Regions from separate parts of the Mus musculus genome. Here regions 2 and 3 are each linked to region 1. The links are chromatin contacts, called in public HiChIP or PLAC-seq and promoter capture Hi-C maps. All regions are on one chromosome and are shown on one strand. The core of a region is the stretch at or near the end of the contact, and the rest is flanking DNA. Distances in the headings are between cores, read along the strand shown. Region 1 holds the start of Ppm1f (protein phosphatase 1F (PP2C domain containing)). Region 2 holds the start of Spidr (scaffolding protein involved in DNA repair). Region 3 holds the start of Dnm1l (dynamin 1-like).

Evidence for each region. Promoter capture Hi-C pulls out the DNA fragments that hold promoters and counts their contacts. HiChIP or PLAC-seq counts read pairs in DNA pulled down with a chosen protein or histone mark.
Region 2: a contact with region 1 is called in a promoter capture Hi-C map of liver, with 3 times the contacts expected there. The contact joins the promoter of Spidr here to the promoter of Ppm1f in region 1. A contact is called at or near these places in 5 of 39 promoter capture datasets (liver, neutrophils, pre-B cells and 1 more) and 1 of 115 datasets of contacts at active chromatin or transcription factors (astrocytes).
Region 3: an H3K4me3 HiChIP or PLAC-seq map of stem cell-derived neural progenitor cells shows a contact between it and region 1, with 5 times the contacts expected there. The contact joins the promoter of Dnm1l here to the promoter of Ppm1f in region 1. A contact is called at or near these places in 10 of 39 promoter capture datasets (the 3T3-L1 cell line, the C10 cell line, cranial neural crest and 4 more), 1 of 15 datasets of contacts at CTCF or cohesin (large pre-B cells), 1 of 484 Hi-C or Micro-C datasets (embryonic stem cells), 8 of 115 datasets of contacts at active chromatin or transcription factors (the 230-238 cell line, acute myeloid leukemia, astrocytes and 5 more) and 2 of 9 other capture datasets (embryonic stem cells and pancreatic islet).

The regions. Positions count from the first base shown.
Region 1 is chr16:16,894,544-16,898,989 of GRCm38.p6, reverse strand. It overlaps Ppm1f (protein phosphatase 1F (PP2C domain containing)), which reads right to left and starts at 2,521. Exons shown (of 8, transcript NM_176833.4): 1 at 2,366-2,521.
Region 2 is chr16:16,144,353-16,148,798 of GRCm38.p6, reverse strand. Spidr (scaffolding protein involved in DNA repair) reads left to right here and starts at 1,948. Exons shown (of 20, transcript NM_146068.4): 1 at 1,948-2,054. The coding sequence starts at 2,022.
Region 3 is chr16:16,356,347-16,360,792 of GRCm38.p6, reverse strand. It overlaps Dnm1l (dynamin 1-like), which reads left to right and starts at 1,762. Exons shown (of 21, transcript NM_001360008.1): 1 at 1,762-2,029. The coding sequence starts at 1,928.

The DNA.
Region 1 (4,446 bases), core at 1,272-3,771:
TCTATCAAGAGAGCTTTACCCCAACCCCCTCTCCCCCCAGAACTCTTATTTCTCTATTTGTAACTGGCTGCTAGGAATAGTCTGGTATAAATCCTTCTAGATCTTAACCAATATCTTACTACATACATGGAAAAGATTTTATTTATATTTATAAATGCTTATTATAAAGATTATAGCAAAATATACATTAAAAACTATCACTTGGGCTGGTGAGATGGCTCAGTGGGTTAGAGCACCCGACTGCTCTTCCGAAGGTCCAGAGTTCAAATCCCAGCAACCACATGGTGGCTCACAACCATCCGTAACAAGATCTGACCCCCTCTTCTGGAGTGTCTGAAGACAGCTACAGTGTACTTACATATAATAAATAAATAAATCTTTAAAAAAAAAAAACAACAAAACTATCACTTTAGTCTGGCATGGTGGTTCATGCCTATAATCCTACCACTTGGGAAACCATTACCAACCACTTGGGAAACCGACGGAGCCTTGACATCAGTTTGGTGCTAGTCTGGGCTACTGAGTAAAACCTTGTCTCAAAAAAAACAAAAACAAAAACAAAAAAAAAAAAACCAAATCAAAACCAAACCAAGCAAAAACTAAAATACCCTCCCCCCAAACAAACAAAAACCAAAGGGTGTGGAGTAGGGTTTGGACGGGTAGCTCAACTGGTGATACTTGCCTTGAAGGCACAGGCCCTAGGTTCCTCGATAAAACTGGACATGGTGGTGAACACCTACAATTCCAGTGCTTGGAAGATAGAGCCAAATGGAGATAGATTACAAGTTCAAGTTCAATCTTAGCTATATTATGAGTTGGAGGCCAGCCTGGGCTCCATGAGACCCTGTCTCAAAACAAAACAAAAATGCCAAAACACACTTTAAGACTATGTTTCTTTCTATTGGTGCTGGAAATTCAACCTACAGAACATATGCACGCTGAACATAGATGGACTCCACCCCAGCCATGTCTACACCCCCCCCCCCCACTATCTTTCATGGGCTGTTCTGTGCAGCCATATTATTGTGCTGCCATTTTTCTTTTGAAAGGGATCCTAAGCTCCATGTGGTCAGTGTCCTGGCTGTTTGTGCTCAGCAGGCCTGCATGGCCACTAGAGTGAGGTAAGCAGCCTGAGGTCTGGGGGGATCACACAGGAAATGAAAACTCTCCCTTAGTACACTGGGTAGCAAAGACAGTCTTCCAGAAAAGACTGGCTTCAGGCAACATCACAGAGGAATTCTGCAAATTAATCTGTTGTGGGAGGTTAACAGTTATTAGAACAATTGTTTTGTTTATGTCTCAGAACTGTGTGGGAAAACATGCCATCAGGTCATACTGCAGTTGAAAAAAAAACCAGGTGGTAGGAGGAAAGTGTTACTCTAAGGTCACAAATATTAGTTGTCACCAAAGCAGGACTCAGTTGAGGAATCTGGTGCCCAGTGACTTGGCCACTTCCATCCCAGTTTGCCGCTGAGTAAAAGTAAAATTTGACGATGGGAGGAATATGAACACTGAGACCATGAGGTAGAGGCAGCTCTCGTTCAGTTCCTTAGGTGGGAACAGTTCACAGGGCTGTCCCAGGGCACATTGTGAACACATCTGTTAATCAAGGGGCCTAGAAATAGGCGGCCTTGGTAGGGCAGACCACTGCCTTCCACTGGGCCTCACTAGATGTTAGTCTGCAGAAATCCTTACAATCCCTTTTCTCCTCATTATACGGAGAGCTTAGGGGGCTGGCCTGAGACCACACAACTGTAACGGTGAAGCCCAAGGCTCTCAGGACTGAGGCTCTACTGCAATCTAGCCCAATGGCTTCAGCCTGCGTCTTGAAACCAGGTGGTAAGTAAAACACTAGCTTTAAATACACTTAGGGACGCCACTGGGCTGGGCATTCAGGTTGAAAATGTGGTCCCAGTCCGGGTCGTCACTAGTAGGGCTGAGGGTAGGGCCGTGGGCCTAGCCCTCATGTTTTGGAAGATAAGAGGGAATGATCCTTGAAAACAGGATTGTCACTCCTTGGTACTGTTTTGCCTCACAGCTCTCAGCCTCCTCCTGGACCTCGGTTCAGACACAGCCCTGGGGGAGGGTGTCAATGGATTCCCAGTTCCGTGCCTTTAGTTTCCGACGCCTTGCCACCAGGGCCCGGCGGCGGCTTGCTCAGATTTTTTGCTCACAGCTATCCCCCAAAGTCCCATGGGCTCAGGCACCCGAAACCGGTCTTGGCCTTAGTGCTTTCTCACCTCTCCATTTCGTCCTCAGTCTCATTTCACTTTCGTGCATCTCAGGCCCCCACATGACCCCCACCCTAGTCCGAGTCTTCCACCCTCACCCTCGCTCTTCATCCCTTGCACCCCGCGGGCCTCACCTGCCAGCCTGCCGCAGTGCTCCCCACGAGCTGCTCTGGGCAGCCCCGCCTACTTCCCGTCCTAGGCGCCGCAGGCTCTGCGCAAGCGCAGTCGGGCCTCGGGCGCACCTCTGCTGCCTCCTGCTGGTCCCTCTGCTCTCTTGTTTCAGGGACGACAAGAGCCCCAATAGCCAGTGCGTTGCTACACTTCTCCAGCCTTGACTGGGCAGAAAGCAGTCCTTGCTTCACAATGCTCAGTCATTGCTTCACAACGTGTGTGGTGATCAGTCTCAGGGCAGTGATGCGGCTTCATACTGCTCAGGACTGGCCACCCATCAGAGACTTTAGAAAATATTTTCATGTATAACATTATATTCATTTTATACCAATGAACGTGTACACTGCCTGTGTACAGTGTGGAGAGTACCCCTTCAAGTTTCATTGTGGTCCTGCCCACTTAACCACAGGCCCCAGGGGCTTTGTGGTTAAGGGTTCCAGGCCCTTTGTGCTCAGCAGGACTGCATGGCCACTGAGAATTCGTTGAGCAGCTTGAGCTCTGGGGCTATAAAGCAGGAAATGAGACACTTTTCTTAGTGCACTGGGTAGCAAAGGCAGTCTTAAAGACAAGGTTGGCTCCAGGTTGTCACCTGGCTTTTAAAACAATTGTTCCGGCATGGTGACGCAAGCCTTTAATCCCAGCATTTGGGAGGCAGAGGCAGACAGATTTCTGAGTTCGAGGCCAGTCTGGTCTACAAAGTGAGTTCCAGGACAGCCAAGGATACACAGAGAAACCCTGTCTCGAAAAACAAAAACAAAACAAACAAAAAAACCCAATTGTTTGTTTTGTTTATGTCTCAGAACTGTGCTGACAAGCACATGCCATCAGACCCCATTGTCTTAGGAACTTGTCACCTGATTAGGTTTCAGGGAACCCATGAGCCTGGGGAACCAATAGATGGGTGTGTGTACTGGCATGGTGGGGAGAATGTCTGTCTGCTACGCAAGTAGAGTCCTGGTTCATTCAACCTGATTAAGGTTTGAGGTCATTTATAACCTGATGAGGTAGAGGGTGATACAGAGAAGACAGCAAAAGCAGGCACTAGGAACCTGGCCCTGTTAGGCTCTAGGCCAAGGACATATCTGTAATGTACCCTTTCCTGAGGTTGCTGTCACCATGATTGTCTTGTTTGTAGTCTACTATGCCAAAGCCTTTACTCTTGTTAAATTCCCAATATTAGCTATACCAACCAGCTTAGCTCAAACCTCTTCATCAAGACATGCCAAGCTGTGGGGTAGAGCCAGGAGGTCTCAGAGTGCTCAGTTCCAGGTCTCTCATCTGTGTCCTCTCCCAGTTCCCAAAATCCTTTCCCAGAAACCTGTTCTGAGCACTATGAGAGTGAGTGCAAACACTCCCTACCACACTAGCCTCTATCACTCAGAGACTGGCTGTATTACTTAGGCTTTAAAAATCTCAGGAAAGGACCTCAAACCCTTTGTTCTAGAATTTCCAGGCTCTTTACAATGGGGGTACAACTTGGTAATACTTCTGCTTAAAGGGAGCTGTTATGATTTGAAATCTGGAAGTCTCTTGAAAACTTGAGCTTTTGGGAGGTGAATGGATCATCAGGACGCTAACATCAGCAGATCAGTCTATTGGATTCATCATTCATAATAATGACATTATTAGGAGACAACGAAAACTAGGATGGAGGAAGGTCATGAGTATGTGTGCCCTGCAAGAGTGTATAGCTCTAGTCCCTGGAAAGGTCTATTTTGCCAGTCTTTCCTCTCTCCTCTTCTTAGCTACCAGAGATGACTCAAACTGAGCCCAAATCCATCTTTCTTCCTTTAAATTTTGCTCAGGTGTTTTATCACAGTGAGGAAAGGTGATTAATGGAATTTTGGCTCTCTCTTGGATATTAATTTTTCCCATAGGGCTAGAATGTATAGAAGAGGTCCACGGTGCCTTCTACAGTGCTGGGAGGATGTTGTACTTGACGAAACAGACTTCCTCATGTTAGTATGCACCACAATCTCAAGGTAAGAGAAACGGGACCTGCAGTGCCTGGGGGACAAACCACTGGAGAGCTAGCCTGTGAGAT
Region 2 (4,446 bases), core at 699-3,198, 750 kb after region 1:
CTGACCCAGTGTATCTGGAACACACTTGTTTGTTTGTTTGTTTGTAGCTCACTCTCATTCTTGGGAGTGTTTCAAATTTTTACATAGACTATATCTGTATTTCTAATCACAGAGCCATGGTCCAATTCATTGCAGTAGGACACAAGAACCTATATACTTCAGCAGGCATTCCTGGAACACTCCAGTAGACCTCACATCTATATCTATAAAAGTTTGGATAGAAATATTCAGGGAAGGTGAGAGTTATAAGAGGAAGTGACAAGCTAGCATTGTATTAGTGCTGCAGAAGGACTACAAACCAATAGCAAAACCACATATTCTAGAAAGACTAAGAAAACTATTCCAAGAGAAAACTAAACTTGGTGTTTCCTTTCACGTAGCCTAAGACAGCCTTGAATTCACTACTTTTGGGAATTTGGGAAAATTGTAATTCTCTAAAATATCAGCCCATGGGAAAAGAAGGGCAGGATTTTTTTTTTTTTTTGCAACTCGGACTTTAAAAACAAACAAACAACAACAAAACAAATATTATTTTGCCATGTGCGGTAGTGCACAGCAGTAATCTCAGCACTCAGGAGGCAGAGACAGGAAAATCTCTGAGTTGAGGCTAGCCTGGTCTACACTGTAAGTTCTAGGATAGTCAGGGCTAAGTAGTGAGAGACCCTGTCTCAACAAACACAAACAAACAAGCTAACCAGTGGAAGAAACAAACAGAAACCCAAAGCAGACAGAAAACCCCACTGTCTTGTGTTACGTCAGTAAGCCAGTCATTTTGTCCTTTTTTCTCCTATGCTGTAGTCCCCCTTTGCAGAATGGCATATCAAAAACTGCTCCACTTGCAGTAGTATTTTTAATTCATTAAGGGCCTTGTTTCCCACTCTGCCTATCTTTCAGTTAGAGAATAAAGTCACCACCCAGGCTCTAAGCTCCTCTTCTGTACACATCTGTAAATACAACTTTCTGAGAATCCTTTCCATTGTCCACTCCAAGTTTTCAACAATATAGTTTATTTAATATTTTCTTCAATATATATCTTTATAGAATATGCCTCCGCTAATCTAGTTTCTACTTAAGTCCCATGCAAACACATTCTTGACAAGGACTTATTTAGTGTTTTTTTCGACACTAGAAACCCTGTTAATCCAGTTTCCACTCAAGTAGCAGCTCTCTGTCCTGCTGGTTTGAACATACATAGACAACTATGTCCTAGCGCTTTAAAACATCCAAGGAACGGCTTCATCTTCCACATTAAAATGTTCCCTGAACCAGCATCTAGAAATTTAAGAATGTAAGCTCTCTGGCTTTTCCCAGATCTATAGTATGTGAAACCTACTTTATAACAAATCCAACTAGTGTTCCTATAGTTTTTTTTTTTAAATAGGAAATCTTTGCTCTTGATATTTATGAATTTTATATTTAAGAATTCCTCATTAGTTAGAGAAGTACTATTCCTTTTCCTGGCTTACTTATGTTTTATTACTAATTAACAATAATTATTGAATTCTAGTTTACGGCTGCCAAGCCAACGACCACCATATCCCAGAACTCACTTGGCTCACCTCCCACCCTTACTTGTGTTACATCATTTTCCATATAAATAAGGAGAACACCCCCTCCTCGCTCTCTTCTCTTCTCTCTCTGCCACTCCCTTATCTCTCCCTCTCAATAAAACCTCTTCACGTTGAACTGCCTGGGCCTAGTGTGCTTCTTGGTGACCCGCTATTCTAACACATCACTGGTTACTGCTCTAAGGCTTTGCTTAGCTAGGAGAGAGGATGACCTGTAGATCAGCTCTCAGGCTCCCTAAAGAGCGAGAGGAAGAGCCTAGACAGCAGCTCCCTCAGTTTGAGCCCGTGGAACTTGAGACGACGGCTTTCGCAAGGGGCGGGGCGCGGGAAGGGGCGTCTCCGGAGGAAAGGGGGCGGGGCGCGGGAAGGGGCGTCGCCAGAGGGAAGGGGGCGGGGCGCGTGATGGGCGGCTTCCGGATGGGGCGGCGAGCAGGAAGACTGTGCACGTAGGAGATGTCTGGAGCCCGCCGCCCCGGCACGTCCAAGGTACGCTGTGCTGTTGCTATGAAAGCAGAGGGCGGGCGTGTAACCTCTGTGGGCTTCTCGTGCCTGTCCCTGGTCCGGTGAAGGGAGCTGGTGCGCCCAGTCTGACCGGCACGAGCCCGTTGGTGGCGGTCGGTCTAGGCAGGGTTCCCTCGCTCTGCCTCTGCCCAGGTCTGCTGAATGGTCCTGGGAACCAAGCGGGTGGGTGGCTGACAGGGAGGACGAATTGATTCGGAGTGAGTGTGAGCTGGCGTCTGGCAGTTCATTTGCCTCCGTTTTATTTTGTTGCTTAACACACCAAGACAGTAGTGGGTATTGGAGTATCTCTTCTGTCCCAGGCATCTTTTGCTACACTTTGCTTTCCCGCCTAAACTTTCTGAGAGGCGTGCTTCTCCCGTGTCTCCCGCAGTCCCTGTATACTGTAGGCACTGTTGTAGGAACTGTTACATGGATGAAATTTAAGCGATCCTCTACATTTCTCCGACATTGTGTTTCTCTTGGATCATATTTTGCCTTTTCAAAGTTCCTCACTTACAGATGATTATTTCATAATACTCAAAATTTAGAACAGCAAACGGTGCTTCATTCCCTCACCTGCTCTTCCTTTCACTAAATGCTAAACTCCCTTAACACTACCATTCGTACTTATTTCTCAGATAGCCTTGAAAGATGACACTGTGAACTTTGTAACTTATTTAGAGAGTAAAAGCACGTATAACTTATGATTTAAAAGACTAATTTAAATTTCAGGAAGACTAAAAGATGAAAAAATCAAGGAATTAAAACATTTCTACATCTAACATAAATTAGTTCTTGCAGCCCTCGATACCCTTGCTAACTGTATACATTTATTTAAGCGTCCCTAAAGTCCTGATTCACTCTTATAGCTGCTCATTCACTTCTCCTAACTGCCCAGCTCCAAATTTTGACTTTGTGCCTATTCTCAACAACTTTTTTTTTTTTTTTTTTTTCGAGACAAGGTTTCTCTGTGTAGACCAGGCTGGCCTTGAACTCAGAAATCCTCCTGCCTCTGCCTCCCGAGTTCTGGGATTAAAGGCGTGCGCCACCACGCCCGGCTTCTTTTCTTTTCTTTTCTTTTCTTTTCTTTTCTTTTCTTTTCTTTTCTTTTCTTTTCTTTTCTTTTCTTTTCTTTTCTTTCTTTCTTTCTTCTTCTTCTTCTTCTTCTTCTTCTTTTTTTTTTTTTTTTTTTTTTTGGTTTTTTGAGACAGGGTTTCTCTGTATAGCCCTGGCTGACCTGGAACTCACTTTGTAGACCAGGCTGGCCTAGAACTCAAAAATCCGCCTGCCTCTGCCTCCCAAGTGCTGGGATTAAAGGCATGCGCCACCATGCCCGGCGCCTTTTCACAACTTTAAGAGTTTGCCCTGGACTGCGATTTTTAGCTGTCACTACAGCATAAAGAAATTACAGTGTGTTATGAAACCATTTGTTTAGCTTATCAGGGCCCTAGCAATTTTTCCTAACTTAGAAATCTGTTGTTTTTGTTATTTCTTTCTGCCCTCTTCATTTTATTAGTTTCCAATAGCTTTTCTTTTCAGTAGTTGTGTTACTTAACTGTTATGTAAAGATTGTCTCAAAAGTGAAGCAGCTTTCCACAAGTATTGCTATCAGGATTCTGACTGTAGTTTAAGCTTATGGTTGTAGCTTCTCCCAAGACTTCTCCAGAGAAGTCTTCTCCCAAATTCACTGAGGTAGGGGCCAGGGTGGTGGTGGTTGTGGTAAGTTTCAGTTTGTTAGTTCCATAGGATGGCTCACAACTTTGTCAACAGCAAATGAGACAGGATCTCATGTCACACAGGCCGACTCTGAATTACTCATCTTTGATCTACATTTCAATTTCTAGGATTACAAGTAGCATATGCCACCACACCTGACTTTCATTTAATTAATTAACTGGTTGGCTAATTAATTTGCTTTTGGTGGAGGGAGCAGGGCTTATGGCAGGTTATGTATACTTAGTGTTTTAACTACATCGTTATGCCTTGGAATAGTTTCTTTACTGGACTTGTGTTTCATGCTCTGTTCGTTTCTTTTGTCTGAGTGTGTTTTTCCTTAGTTTGGAGAAGATCTTGTGGTCTATGGCATTCACCTGGGATTCTTCTTCCGCATCTATTACAATTATTTGAAAGCTTGATCTTTTCATTGTATCCCAGATTTCTTGGTGTATTCCTTTCCTGTGAGTTAAAAAATTCATACTCTTTGCTTTTTGGGGGGTTTAGAGTCCCTACTTTGTCTTCCAGTCCCGATCTTCTGTCCTCTGTTTGATTCATTTCTACTTGTTAGGCTTTCCTTTGAGTTTTCCAGTTATGTTATTGAAATTTCAGTTTATCTTCACTTCAGTTTGAGGGACCTACAATGTTTTTGTGTCCTTATTGA
Region 3 (4,446 bases), core at 513-3,012, 540 kb after region 1:
GATTGCTCTGGGCAATCCTGGCAGTAATGTACTGGTAGACTTTCTTAAGCACTGCCTGTGGGATTATTTTTTCTCTTACAAAAAGCTACATGATAATATATAAGACTATATGTGTTCTGTTACCAGAGAAAAGATAATTTGAGTAGGAACATATACCATACCAATCTATGACATGTTGGCTTTGGTAATATGTATGTATATCAATTTTACCAAACTAGCTCTTAGCACACAGTAAAAGACAAAGGAAAATCAAGTATAAATGCATCATTTTTCCTAGGGTACTTTATTTATCTCTGGCTAGGCTGGAGCTCACTATGGAGACAATAGAGCTGACTCTTGCCTCTGCCTTCTCAGTCTGAGGTTACATATATGCTGCTGCACTTGGTTTTGGATTCTGAAATCTTTGTTTTTAAAAGACAAAAGGGAAGGTCACAACATTTGCCAAGATGTCCAAAAATCACTTCTGGATCTTCAGAGTCTTTCATTTATGTGTTTTTCAAAACTTATTAACCAGCCACCATCTGTGTTCTGAACAGTAAAGCCTGTCTCCTATGGCATATGTTGCAGGTGAATGGTAAGTAACCCCTCCAGTTATACAATCCACAACTTTGTGACTATGAGTGCTCATGGCTATCATGAATAGATAGCAACAAGTTTTGCTTGGCTTTTCACTCCTCTCAGGCTGGGGAGTTTGTGGCTCTGAGTTACTGTTTTATTTATGTTTAACAGTCTTAAAATCCAGTATATTGTGATTATTTTGGTACCCTCATTACCCTCTGATATTCCCCCTTCCTTTCTAGGACTCCTTCTTCCCACCTATTAGTCCTAGTGGGTATACTAATAGAAAAAGCTAATCCCCAACTCCAGCAAACATTCACAGTTACTGCTCCTTTAGAAAGAATGGAGCTTCATGGGCACCTCCTGTTTCTATGATAGATAGCTGGAGGGCCCAATCTTGTGCAGGTATATAGTGCTATGTATTCAGGCTACAACTACAGCTTTGTAAGTAGATGACAGCTGCTCAATCCTTGGTTTCTTATATTCTTTCTGCCTTCATTTCTGCATTGTACCTTAAGTCGTAGTTGGTGTGTGTGATACGAATGTCTAGTTCTAAGGGCTTATCATTCACTCTCAGAACTTTGACCAGATAAACTCTCTTGGTGGGTAGGCTGGAGCGGTAGAAATGTCTGGAGACATTCTTTTAAGTTTTCCTATAGTTTCCTTGATTGCTCTTCATAAAGTAGTACTTCTCATAAGGAAATGACATTGGTTAATTAATAGACTCTATCCCTATTTTGGAAGGGGGGGGGGGTTCGAGACAGGGTTTCTCTGTGTAGCCCTGGCTGTCCTGGAACTCATTCTGTAGACCAGGCTAGCCTCGAACTCAGAAATTCGCCTGCCTCTGCCTCCCAAGTGCTGGGATAAAGGCATGCGCCATCACTGCCCGGCGACTCTATCCCTTCTTATAAACACAGGATTTCACTATGTAGTACAGACCTTGTTAACCTTTTGTCTAAGTCTTCCATGGTTGTCCATAAAATTGGTGTGTCCCAACTCCTGGAGGCATACTCATACATAACACTCTAACAATCATTATTCATCTAGCTGTTAGCTAGCATTTTGACTATAGTAGACTCAGATTCACGGTCTCAGCTTCCTTACCCGCCCAGTTCAGGTCGATACCTGAAACCTTCTAGAATAGGCCTTCGCGTTCCACTCAGCCTGAACTACATCTCCCGGCAGCCTTTGCGCGCCCACCTCTGTCGTGGCGCGTGGCCTGCCGGGAGCGGGCTGGGTGCTGGCCCGGCCCAATGGGTGCGGGCTCCCGAGGAAAGGGCGGAGGAGAAGAGGAAGCAAGCGGGCTGTGGGTCGAGTCCCCATTCATTGCAGTGGCCTGCTGGGTTGGGGGTCCAGTGTTTCGGGGGTCATGGAGGCGCTGATCCCGGTCATCAATAAGCTGCAGGACGTCTTCAACACAGTGGGTGCGGACATCATCCAGCTGCCTCAGATCGTCGTAGTGGGAACGCAGGTAAGATGAGGCCGCGATTGCGAGGCCTGGCTCGGCCGCAGGCCTGCAGGTGTCGCCAGGAGGAGGCCGGCAGCTCGGCGCTCCGCTCTGCTCCCGGGCGCTCAGCGGGACTGAGTGGCCCTGCAGCCTACAGCCCGGCGCGGCTTGGCCCAAGGGCACTCGGGGGACGCGCGGGCGGGCGTGTGGGCGGCTGTCGCTTCCTTCCGGCCGCTGAGGACGCGACGGACTCAGGAGTTGCTGTGAGCAGACAGGCAGCAAGCTAGTGGTGAGTCGGTGGCCCACGGAGCTATTACAAAGTAAAAATAAGATTAAAAGAAAATCCCGGGTGTAGTTGGAGGCCTAAAGTTAGGAAGGAGCACCATGACTTTGGTGTTTGTAATTTTGTTACTGTGACCCAAATTTGGTATAAGGTTCTCAGGCCTTATGTGGGGTATTGGCGATAAGTCCAAATTTTGTATGAAAGAATGTTGAATAGATATCTAGAATAGCAGAGATATGTGAGTTTCATTTTTTAAAAAAATGCCTGCTTTGAACTGAAGAGGAGCAACAGAACTTTAGGGGAGGAGGGCGTTTTTTGTTGGTTTTGTTTGTTTTAATGTTTGTGAGTACGCCGTCGCTGTCTTCAGACACACCAAAAGAGGGCATCAGATCCCATTATGGATGGTTGTGAGCCACCATGCCACCATGTGGTTGCTGGGAATTGACTTCTGGAAGACCATTCAGTGCCTCTATCCTCCTGGGGAGAATTGTTTTGTTTTGTTTTTGTTTTTGTTTTTTTTTGGGGGGGGGGCGTCGAGACAGGGTTTCTCTGTATAGCCCTGGCTGTCCTGGAACTCACTTTGGCCAGGCTGGCCTCGAACTCAGAAATCCGCCTGCCTCAACCTCCCGAGTGCAGGGATTAAAGGCGTGTGCCACTACACCTGGCGAGAATTGTTTTTGAGATGAGCCCTACTCTGTACTTCAAGCTGGCTAAGAATTTACCTTGTTACCTGAATTGGCTGAAACTCATAGCACTCCCCCTGCTTCAGCTCCCTTGACTGAAAAACTACCATGCCCAGAATTTTTTTTTTTTTTAATTTTTATGATGTGAGTGTTTTCCCTGGTGCTGGTTAGAAGAAAGTATATGATCCCCGAAACTGGAGTTACAAATGATTGTGAGATGCCATGTGGGTGCTGGAAACCAGGTCCTCTAAAAGAGCAGCCTTTGCTCTTAACCTCCAAGCCATCTCCCCAGCCCCTTTATAAACATACTTTTAGGTGCTCCCATTTGTTAATATTCTTTTCTTCTGAGGTGATGGGTGATTTCTCTGTTTTCCATGGGTTGTATGGCTACATCTTAACTACAGAAAGTGTATAAATATTATAAGAAGAAATAAATTAGAGGATATCCATATACTTCAAACCATCCTGTAGTTTATTATTATTATTGGCCTTTAAATATTTAAAGCAGTAGGAATTATTTTGGGGCCATTTGCTGGGTTGGCATAGATAGTTTTCGGACAGTCATGTCTGCATAATCCAGCATTAACACTTGATGTTGGCTGTGCCCGAAGACCAAATTATCAAGTGTACTATTTGGTTTTTTGTTTGTTTTGGTATTTTGTTCCTGCGATCTTATAGAAGATTTTCAGTGATGCATATTATTCATTGTAACGAGATATTTAGTTTTTAAGTTAATTTTTACTTTATGAATATTTGCCTGTGTTTATGTATATGTATATGTATCAAATGCCTGTTAATTCCTTTGGAAGCCAGAAGAAGGCAACTGATCTTCTGGAACTTGCCATACAAATGGTTGTGAACTGCCATGAACATGCTGGGAACTGAACTTAGGTCCTTTGCAAGAGCAACAAGTTCTCTTAACTGCTGAAGTATCTCTTCATTGGGACTTTTATAATAAGAACTATTTTTTGTAAATAAAATGAGAAAAGATGACTTAGTTAATTTTCTTTCATAACAATCAAGAATTGTGATCTAGCTTTAGAGCAGAAACCTTATACTCTTAAGAGATTTCCAAGTACATTTTAACCAGTAAAAGAATCAGGGATATAGTGAATCAGATTAAAGAGATTAAAATCAAGATGGGCTTTCTTACACACAACAGTGTTAGCCAGTAGAGGAGTAATGGAGGGAAGAAGGAAGGCCTTTGAAACTCAGCTTTGATGATCTTACTATCTAAAATTTAATTTAATTCACTTAAATCAACATTTCTTAGCCATTTTGACTTATTCTTTTGAGAACAGAAGAATAGATTCTTTTGAGAAACTATTGTCCATTATTTGAATGAGTTTTTTTGACCCTTGAGGTTTTTTTTTTTTTTTTTTCAGTTCTTTATATCTTCTGTATATTAAGTTTCCCTCAGCAATATAGCTGGCAAGATTCTCTCCCATCCTATGAATTTTCTCTTCAGTTGTTCT